Regions from separate parts of the Mus musculus genome. Here region 1 is linked to region 2. The links are chromatin contacts, called in public promoter capture Hi-C maps. All regions are on one chromosome and are shown on one strand. Each heading gives the region's core, a stretch centred on a gene start, on an enhancer-like site or on the middle of the called end of the contact. The rest is flanking DNA. Distances are from core to core; before and after follow the strand shown.

Region 1 (4,967 bases), core at 2,036-4,535, 170 kb before region 2:
AGGCTGAGGAGAGGTCTCAGTGAGGAGAGGGGCTGTGAGAGGACCAGAGGAAGGCACTTCTGAAAACCCAGTAGCCACGATAGCCACAGAATGATGTGTGTGTGTGTGTGTATGTGTGTGAGTGTGCATGTATGTGTGTGAGTCTGTGTGTGTGTGAGTGTGCATGTGTCTGTGTGTGTGTGTCTGTATGTGCACGAACGTGTAGGGGGATAGGTGGTGGGTGGGTGATTTCCATTTTACAAGCAACTCAGGTGTGAGATGCCTGGGGCTATAAGAGGGATAGATAATGTTTGTATAACACATATGTGCCTTAACAAAAACTTTCAGACCATTTGACATATTTATATTATTGGCTATTTTTGCCAATTGTGTGGCCTTAGCTATTTACATCCCATTCCCTGAAGATGATTCTAATTCAACAAATCATAACTTGGTAAGTGACTTAGACTTCCTGCTTTGGTGGTGTGTGGCAGTCCTCTGCATCTGTGATTGCACTGGCAGACGGTGTTGTGGATGATGCAGTTTACAACGATGATGCTCTATTTCCCAAAGCTTTGCCACAGTGGGGTTATGTCGTTGTTACTGTTTCCTAGATTTGACCTGAATCCTTCGATTTATGCTGAATGAAAGTGTCTGAAGTCATGAGTCTTATATAAATAGAGATGGAACTTTTATGGAAGAAATTTGTAGAAGGGGTTTTAAAATAACTTTTCTCTCTACACAGGCTTTTGTGTATTATTAGCTTAAAAAAAATCCAGTGTTGTTTTTGAGGGGTGGATACTGTGGTTAATCTTTCTGGTTAATAAGAATCATGATAGATTTTGTATGTGAGCTATTAATTTTTATAGATGTAGAATACAACAAATCTAATTATTTAGGTTAAAATTTGGGAAATAAATCAGTATGGAAGTGGAGTTTACATCTCGTGGCCTACAAAAATCCTACGAGTCGATTTTAGGACAAATCTATGGTTAAATGCTCCAGGATGTTGTCATATACTTTATTGCTCTCTTAAACATTTATGGTGTGCAAGAGCTGAGAAAAATCTCTGGGAAGTTGTGCCGCTAAAAAGCAGATTTCATTTTGTTTAAACTCAGCTAGTTATTGGAAGCAATTGGTTATGGATTCTTTAAACTTGTTTTTTGGCAGAAGACTTTAATATCATGGAACTAGTGTTTTATGGAACTTCCTTTGGGAAAAGTTGATAGAGTTTTTAAAAAGAAAGGCACTGAAAAACATTGGACTGAAATCTGGATCTTGCCCATTCAGCTGCCCACTGGGTGTATTGGGGGTGGGGTTCACATCTCAGACTCTCTCTGTATCGCCATTCACCCATGTGGCACTTAAGGAGACTGGCTAGGATCACTAGGATTATTTAAAAACCCCTGACATTCTGTTGTCTTTTTTTTTTTTTTTTTTTTTTTTTGGTGCAGAAGCCATTTCAGGTCCCTCCCTCCTCACTTGGCCTTGCAGCTTCCTTCTTGGAAGGGCTCATTCTTTATAGCCGGAAGCCGTGCAGAATGGTAGATGATGGAGGGACCCAGTGTTGGTAGCAAGAAGCTTGGTTCTCCCCCACTCTCTTCTTCTAGTTGGGTCCGTTTGATTTGGACTCTTGTGTGGAAGCTGGACGTTTTTAACCAAGCAAAGGCTGCAAAGACAAATGCCGTACACACTAACTTGTCCTGGTCAGGCAGAGCTTGGCTGGCAGCCAGAGACGAAGCTATGCTTTTATGAGTTTGGCTTTCATGGTTTATGTTCAGGATTTCTTATGACATTTTCAATGCTGTGTATATTTCAGGTATACCATGATGGCTGTATTTGGGTTTTGGCAGTTTGCTTTCTAAAGAATTAAAATTTTTGACTGTTATTCCTGAAAACTTTGGACTAATAGGAGCTCAACACACACACACACACACACACACACACACACACACCCTTAGCTCTGTTGTGAGAGATCACTTCTGGGACTTTGGACATTTTCAGTGACTTTTGGTTCAGTTGTAGACTTTAGATTACCATTTTCAGAAGGAAACTTGGTGTGGTGGAAAGCCTCCCTCAATGGAGATAGGTCACTGGAGTCTAGGCCACAGATGGTGTTAGCCTTGTTACCAAATTTAACGACACGAATGGTGACCCAGTTTGTTGCTTTTTTGTAGCTCAAAAGAAATGATTAAACAAACTTAGAAAATAAATACCTTTCAGAATGGCAGATTAATTTAGATCAATGGAATAATGAGTGTAGCTGAATGCATAAGCTAATTAATATTCTGACTTTTTTTTCCTCCTAAGGAAATTCAGGATACTAATTGAAACGTTGTCCGGCCATTTGGCTGTTTCAGCTAAGAAATGAGGAGATGGTGAACCCTCAGCTAGCTAACCCCCTTCTTCCCTTGTTGCCCTTCCCAGCGGGTGTTCTCCAGGCGGTTCTGAAGAACCCAGTTTGCTCTGAGGGAAGGCGGTTCATCACGGATTAGCGTGGCCGGCCTTTCCAAAAACCACCATATGTATTCCTTTGGTTTCTGCACTGAGAGTCTCCAACTCAGGTCATTAAAGTCTTGCTCTCACTTGGATGGTCACATGGTGCGATGAGTTTCTGCTCTGACTTCAAACGCTTCCTTTCCCACTACGGAGGGAGGCTTTGATGGACTTAGCCCTGACTCTGAGCAAGGTCCCATGCCATGTCTTTCCTCCCACCAGGGAGTCGGGGTTTTTTTATTTTTTTAATTTTTTATACATTTGACCCAATTTGCACCAAAGCGATTGCTCTATTTTTGGGATCAGTTTAGAGGCAGCCGAGCAAAGCTTCTTTTTCATCTGTAGTAAATACCTTTCATTTAATGTGAGTGACGACGCGAAGGGCAGAAGCTGACATGGGTGGCAAAGCTGGATGGATAGGGGCTCTGGCAAGTTTTTATTTTTAATTTTAATTTTTATTATTATTATTTTTTTTACCTGGGAGCTTGGCAAGGTTGTGTGTGTCAATCCCTTAGCCTGACATGCAGGGAGGAGCTTATGTCTGATGTCTCTTTCAGGTCACTAGTATGAAATAACTACTTTTGTTGGATAAGAAATGTGACCGTCCCCCAGAGTCTGGTCTGTGTTTGGTCTGTGTTGTGTGTAAACACATGTAGCTTTGGGGACTTGGAGACTACCTTGGTGGCAACAAGTTTTCCCAGAGTTAGCTTATCGTTATTATTATCTTTAAGCATGAATGCTAAGTCTCTATGCAGCTTTCATCTGTGTACTGCCAGGGCTGAGCGGAGGCTGAAGCCATGGAAACAGTGCAGCTCACTGGGTTCCCACAGTAAGAGCCCGCCCAGTAGCCGTATTCCCTCTGTTCCACTTAAAGTGTGGATCACGTCTTTTCTCTTCTTGCTGGCACCAAGGAGAGAGGCTCTTCTGCATCAGGTGTCAGAGTGGGGATGATTACAAATTCCAGATCCCTGGGTGGACATACTTCATTCATGTTCCGGCCTTCGATCACCCATAAGCAAACTGATGTGGTTGTACAGTGTACAGTCAGCGCAACTGTTCCTGGTCCTCCTCCCCAGCTGGCCGCTGCTCACTTCTCTGCCATGCTCAAACTGTCTGAAAGGAGGACCCCTCTACCCATTGAGAGCATCTTTGCTGCCTGCCCCTAACCTCACTTGGAACCATTGACAGCCCAGCTTCTCCACGGCTCAGCTTCCGTGTGCTTCTCTGTTTAACAAAGGGACATACGCAGACCATGCCTCATGAAATACAATTTTAAACTGAGCAACAATTTTGACAGGTCTTTGCCTTCATCTGTTTGTATTTTTATGGGGTTGATACTTTTACCTCTGTAAAATCCCTCCAATTATGAGATCATTTTTCTGGGGCAAACTTCTGTGGCCCCCATTGCCCACCGAGGAGAGGCCAGACACCGTGGCTTGGGACCACGTGACCTAGCCTGGTCTTTGTTGTCCAATTCTCTGCTCCTCAGCTGCACCGTCTCCATTTGCTCCCCCAAAGCTTCTGTCTCCTTCCTGTCCTTGTCTAGTACTGTTTTCCTCCCCTCAGATGACTCCTTGTAGGTGCTCAATAATCTCAAACATAAGTCTCCATATGATGAAGAGTTGAACAATCCTATTCCTCCCAAGGTAGTGAGCATGTTGTCTTATTCAGTAACCCACTTCCAGCTCCTCGCCCTGTGCCCGGCCCAGTGGTACATAGTAGATGTTCAGGAAGTTAGCATTTAGGATGCCAAGTGAACGGGTGTCTCGGGAGCAGCGCCCCTCCCTCCCCCTTTTCTGAGGCACACTGAGGAATTTCTTAGGTGAAAGGTCTCTGAGGACTGACTCTTCAGGAGCTCTCAGAGTTTGGGTTTGATGACAGGGTTCTTATGTATTTGGTGTTCTGGTTCCATGGTTCTAAGTAGCCGAGAGTGGTAGGGCCCCCGGTGGGAGCTTTGCTGGGGTGTGGACACTTGTCAGTGGGACTGGGGATAATACCACAGTGGCCAGGGATGCGGTGGGATGAGGTCCCGTGATTGCTTTCTCCCCGTGTGTCTTGTGGACAGTGTTGATTTGACAAGCTCACTGTATCTACATGGTCATGCGGTTTAGCCTCTCCTGGCTTTGCAGAGTATGGTGAGGTATAGCACAGTACCCCAAGTCACTTAGCCTGGCTTATGGGCTTGGCTCATAGGATGTGGGCTCTGCATCCACCCACTTAGGTCTTAGGTGTTAGTTCTACATTCATCTACTTAGGTTTTTGCTTTCTCTGTTGTTTCCGCATAGGCTGTACTTCTTATGGCCACGTGCCTAACCTGTAGCTGTTTGTCCAGGATAGCTCAAGTGCTTCCTCCTTGGCCCAGCCTTCTGTAACCCAGAGTACTCTCTGCCACCTACCCTCCCTGCCCATGTACACGCTGCTCCCTCGCTGGACTCTGCTTAGCATGATATACTTACTTACTTATAGGCATTGCCTTCCTTCTATTTTGTTTA
Region 2 (5,168 bases), core at 2,225-4,724:
ATCCCTATTTCTGATTGTTATAGGATCGTGTGTGATATGTGTGGTGTGTGTGTGTGTGTGTGTGTGTGTGTGTGTGTGTGTGTGTGGTGTTTGTGTGATATGTGTGTGTGTGGTGTTGTGATATGTGTGGTGTGTGTGGATGTGTGTGTGGTGTGTGTGTGTGGTATGTGTGGTGTGTGTGTGGGGTGTGTGTATGCACGCACGCGCATCTGTGGACACTAATGTTAATTATAGCCACAAACAATCCCTTCTCCTGGAGAAGGATGGGTATCATCAGGCATGCAGCTCCCAGCTTGGGTGGAGTGTCCATTTCACTTGTGTCTCCTAAGTCACAGCTCCTGAGCCGAGCAGAGCCTCCATTTCAGTCCCCCCTCGGAATGGCTGATAACTAGAGCATATCGTCCACAAAAGCCCAAACTCTGCTTTTCCCTCCCTCAAACAGTAGGGCAGTTTTTTCTTGTTTTAAAACAAGTGAACTCTGTGACTTCCTCAGCTCTGTCTTCTCCCTATCGTCACGGTGAACTGCCGCACTCTGATCCCACATCCTTGACGGATAGACGATTCCCTACTTTATCTTACATTTTTGCACATTGATTTTCTCACAATAATCTTCCTGTTGTCGTGCAGAGACAATTTCAGGACTGTGTGGCTACAGAAGAGAAAACTTCATGCACTCAGAAAGACCAGCTTCCACGTGCTTTTCTGAGAATGTTTCAGTGTCACCCATGATAATGAAATGCTCTACTGTTGCCACGACCATAACATAGTTAATAATTTAGCACTTGAATTACATCCTCTATGAATTGCATAACACCTCTATTATGATGGAGGGTGCATGTAATTCCTCAACATTACGCTAGTCTCTAGTCTCTATCCCTTCATAGATCTGAGATTTGAGATGGAGACAGGGATGTATGAAGATGCTGTGAGCATCCTCGGGGCCCTCCAGCAAGTGTCTCTCGTCCTTGATTGGAGGCAGGCATATGTGAACTTTTTAATGAAGCTTAACAGTAAATGTGTTTGGCCTTGCAGGGATGTGATCCCCATTCCAGCCATCAGTTCTGCTCTTGAGCCTGGAGCCAGCCATGGAGGAAGTGTAACTGGATGCTTATGGCTCTGTCTTGGCTGGATTTCCTTTATGGATCCTGAACTCTGAATTCCCTATGGCTTTCATACATCATAAAGTGCTTGCCTTTTTACCTTCTCCCACCCCACAACCACCTAAAAACATGAAGCCCATTTTTAGCTTTTGAGAATCATGTAAAAGAAAAACAGATTGTTCTTCAAGGTAGCTGAGGGACTGCTGTCATAGACAGTCTCCTAATTATTCTCTGACCTGCCAGTAGTTAATGGATCCTTGTACAACACTAGGGGGCAGCTGGGCAACGCCTTCCAGAGTGTTCTCTAAGACCTTATGGTATGAAGCACGTTGGGATGGGTTTTAATCACCGTTGACTACATTTATTAGCTCATCATAGAACCAGGCAGGAGCCAAGGAGCTAAGCTCTTCCAGTATTTTATGGGCCACAGTCAGCTGGAAGCCACTGTGCTCTAGGACAGAACATCTCGGCCCAGCACAGAGCCTGGCCTGGAGCAGGCGCTCAACAGATACTCACCACTAGTGTCCCTCTTCAACCTGACCGAGCCTTTTGCCTCGTCGGTGTGGATAGGCTGTGTCAGAGGATTTTGATCCACTCTCCTGGGACAGAAAGGAGATTCAGTTGTAAATATCAATTGCAAACAAATTTCTCAGTGTTTAGGTTTTTGTATACGGTAGACAAAGTCTTTGCCTCTAGACAAGTTTATATTTAGCCAGCATTCTCCCAAAATGCCTAGGCTGTAATTCTCAAGTCTCTCTGGCAAATGTCTGGCAGGGTCTTGGAAAGGGATGTGCACAAAGGCGCACCTGGAGCCGAGCTATTTGGAGACGTGGCAAGTTGGGATCATGGGCTTGGTGGGGAAATGTATTGCAGATTTTTCATCAAGTGAGCTTCCCAAACACATTTAAAGTGATGTTTGCCTCACACGGATGCCTTGCCCATGGAGATGGCAGTGCTGTGCAGAGAAAGAGCTGGACAAGGCAGGTTCTTGGGTCCCCTGGGCCTTCATGCCCTTGGCTACAATATGCACAGTTAGAGGGTCTTTTTTCCTTCAACTTAGAGGGTTTTGTTTGTTTGTTTGCTTGTTTGTTTTAGAGGAGATGTTTTGAATGTAGGAAGTTAATGGCAAAGGGTTGGTTTTAGGAGAGTGCTGTTTATCTGAGTGGCACCCTGTGTTAGCACCCAACTTTTTCTTCAGATGTACACAGGGCTATGAGCGTGCAGGCCGACCTTAGTCTGAAGTACTTGTCATCACCTGACAGCTCCTCTCAGTCAAAGCACCTGGGAGGGACATTCTTCTGTGCCCCCACAGCCAAGGCTTTCCTTCCCCACGGGCCATGCTCTGAGGCACTCTAGCAGTTTCCCAGGGTTAGGAAAGCAAAAGGCCTTATGCTTTCCCTTGACCTGAGACATACATGGGCACTTAGTCCCTTAAAATAAGAGAAAATTGAAGTAACCTAAATTGTCTTGGGTGCCAAGTGGCCCTCTATGATGAGACTTAAAAAAAAAAAAAGAATCTAAATCGAAATGCTTTCTCTCGGGCTGGTGCCTCCATCGTTGTGAAGAGCATGCACACAAAGCCCTGGGCAGAGAATGTATGTTTGATGTGGGTATGGGGATCAGCCTAGTAACTGTGAGGATGACCTATGTGTATGCATAGCTTTAAGGACTCAGCCTTCTGCTTGCTGTGCAGGGAGAAAGACTGGCCCTGAGCACTTAAGTTGCATCTCTTCGGGCAAAGAGAAGAGATGCTCCAGCCAGTTGTGCTTAGCTCCCGCCTCCCCTCAGTCCTCTCCAGCTGCCCTTCTGGGTGGCAGTGATTTGAGAATGTGCAAGTCCACAGAGCACCCCGTCCTAAGAAATTCAAATAAGATGTTCCCTCTGCAGTGGAACATACAGCTCTTATCAGAGCCCTACTCTGAAACTTGCCAAGGCCTGAGAAGGGCAGATGAGACAGATGGCCAAGCCAGCAGACTTTGCCAGTCTCAAGAGTAAGGTGTCTAATGGGAGCCCCGCACTAGGGCACTCTCTCCTCTGCCACGTATACACCCGGCTCCAGTGGAGGTTAGACATCTCTGTCACAGGTATTGATTTAAGGCCACCGCTCTGGCCACCACACCAAGCAGCCTGTTTCTTCCCTACATGTGGATTTTGAGATGGGTTTGGCAGTGTCGCTGCTCTGGAAGACTCGCCCTCTGCCTTCCTGCTGAAATTGGCTTATCCAACTTAATTAGATCAACCATTGGAGCTGTGGCCCCGGCTCATTCATTCCTCCAATTGCTGATGTGAAGATGGAGAGGGTTCTGTTAAGCACGTCAGTTTTCATGTGGCCAAACAGGTGTTCCGTAAGGGAGGCAATGCCCTCTGGAGAGTTCAGCAACAGATGTTAGGTCTTTTTGTGTGTGTGTGTGTGTGTGTTCCCTTTTCCTGTTTGGCTTCAGCATGAGGCAAATATTGTGAAATGCATGAGCCTTTCTGTAAAGCTAAAAGCTGGAAGCAGAAAACGTGCAAAAAGGCACAGGGCTTAAAACCCTGAGGGTTTGCACCTGCTAGACAAGAGCGATGGGCTTACCCTGCAGACCCTTGTCTAACTGAAAATCCAGGCTACTCCTGCAGAGGAGAGAATTTTCCTGGAGAAGATCTATGCTGTTACCTGGTTGGTCCTTAACACCCCCTTCCTCCTTAAGGAAGTGTTTAATATTCAGTTCATCCCACTGAACGCTGACCTGGGCTACTGGAAAGTCCCATCCAGCTACGATCCATAAAGCACTTGTGTGCAGGCTGCTCACTCCCAGCCATTCCCCAGGGAAGTCTGACGAGGACACCATGTCTGAATGAGCAGTTGAGTCAGGTGCTCCTCTGGCTCGGTCCTGCTTTTTTGAACAGCTTCCAGGTCAGAGTTGGAGTTCTTTTAATGGGTACAGCTGAGACAAACAAACAAACAAAACAACAATTCCCAATGTTATCCCTGAGCACATGTCAGCTAGTGGCCTTGGGAACATTTTCTTGCTTTTTTAGTTGTACTAAGTATTCATTCATTTATTCCATTTTTATCTAGTTTGCTGGCTGCAGATAATCCAAACCTACAGAAGGCTAGGCTCCCTTGGGTAGATAGTTAGGATGATTATCTCCAAACAGATGGTGATTATTTTAGATTTATTTATTTTGAGAGTGAGTCTCACTGTGTACCTGGCTGGCCTGAATTCGGTGTAGACTAGGCTAGCCATGCTGGATCAAAGGTGTGTGCCACCATGTCAAGCTAGTTTTTTTGGCTTTGTTTTGAAGAGCTTATAGAGTCAAATGTTGTAGGTTAGGACTTTTCCACCAAGTTTTAAAAAGCAGTTAGGACTGACTGGGACAGAGCATCAGCTCAGAATCAGAGAAGCAACTGGCTCCATCTTCTACTGAGGCTTGCCCTGGAAACTGCTCACCAGTACAGTGGCCTGAGCCAGAGCCAGATCTCCTTTCCCTACCTGGGACCAGGATTTGCTGTTTGGCCTGAAGCCTCTATGAGTCTTAGTGTGTGTATGTGCAGGCATGCTTGTGTGCTTGTGTGTATGTGTGTGCAGGCATGCTTGTATGACTCTGTGTGTGTGTGCCTGTGTGTGTTTGGAATGCGTAATGAATGTCTGCTGGCTGCTCTTGTCTCCATCTAAGTAAATGTTTAATCCAATGTATAGACTGTTCTCTCTAATGTGACCCTCTCCTCACTGGATTCCCCTATTAACCCACTCCTATGAGCCCATCTTATTTCTTACAGATGAATGATGCTATGGGATTTGAATTGCCCTGGGTGTATTTTGTCAGTCTCGTCATCTTTGGGTCATTTTTCGTACTAAATCTTGTACTTGGTGTATTGAGCGGGTAAGCTACATCTCTTTCATCTTGAAGGCAGAGTCCTGAGATCAGTTGCCAAGACCACGCAGGCTTAGAGGGACCGGTGGGTGGGTACCAGTTCCTTCGTATTGCTTTCTCTTCTGCTGAGGCTTCCGGAACCAAGCTGTTTCCTGGAACCTCACCAGCTACTATGAAAGAAAGCCACTGAGAGATTATTGACCAGGAATTAAT

Evidence for each region. Capture Hi-C pulls out chosen DNA fragments and counts their contacts.
Region 1: a contact with region 2 is called in a promoter capture Hi-C map of pancreatic islet. The contact joins two enhancer-like sites. A contact is called at or near these places in 2 of 484 Hi-C or Micro-C datasets (bone marrow-derived macrophages and peritoneal macrophages), 3 of 115 datasets of contacts at active chromatin or transcription factors (bone marrow-derived macrophages, heart atrium and large pre-B cells) and 4 of 9 other capture datasets (adipose tissue, embryonic stem cells, liver and 1 more).

What each region holds. Positions count from the first base shown.
Region 1 is chr14:30,342,264-30,347,230 of GRCm38.p6, reverse strand. Cacna1d (calcium channel, voltage-dependent, L type, alpha 1D subunit) reads left to right here. Exons shown (of 47, transcript NM_001083616.2): 3 at 328-433. Among named protein-coding and RNA genes, the nearest start is that of Cacna1d, 8.7 kb to the left of the region's middle. Within about 2 kb of position 3,285, at least 5 of the 459 cell types and tissues checked have an H3K27ac peak or open chromatin away from gene starts, as enhancers often do. A contact at or near this core is called in pancreatic islet, where this site is marked.
Region 2 is chr14:30,171,752-30,176,919 of GRCm38.p6, reverse strand. All of the region lies in intron 7 of Cacna1d (calcium channel, voltage-dependent, L type, alpha 1D subunit), which reads left to right. Among named protein-coding and RNA genes, the nearest start is that of Gm52107, 50 kb to the left of the region's middle. Within about 2 kb of position 3,474, at least 12 of the 459 cell types and tissues checked have an H3K27ac peak or open chromatin away from gene starts, as enhancers often do. A contact at or near this core is called in pancreatic islet, where this site is marked.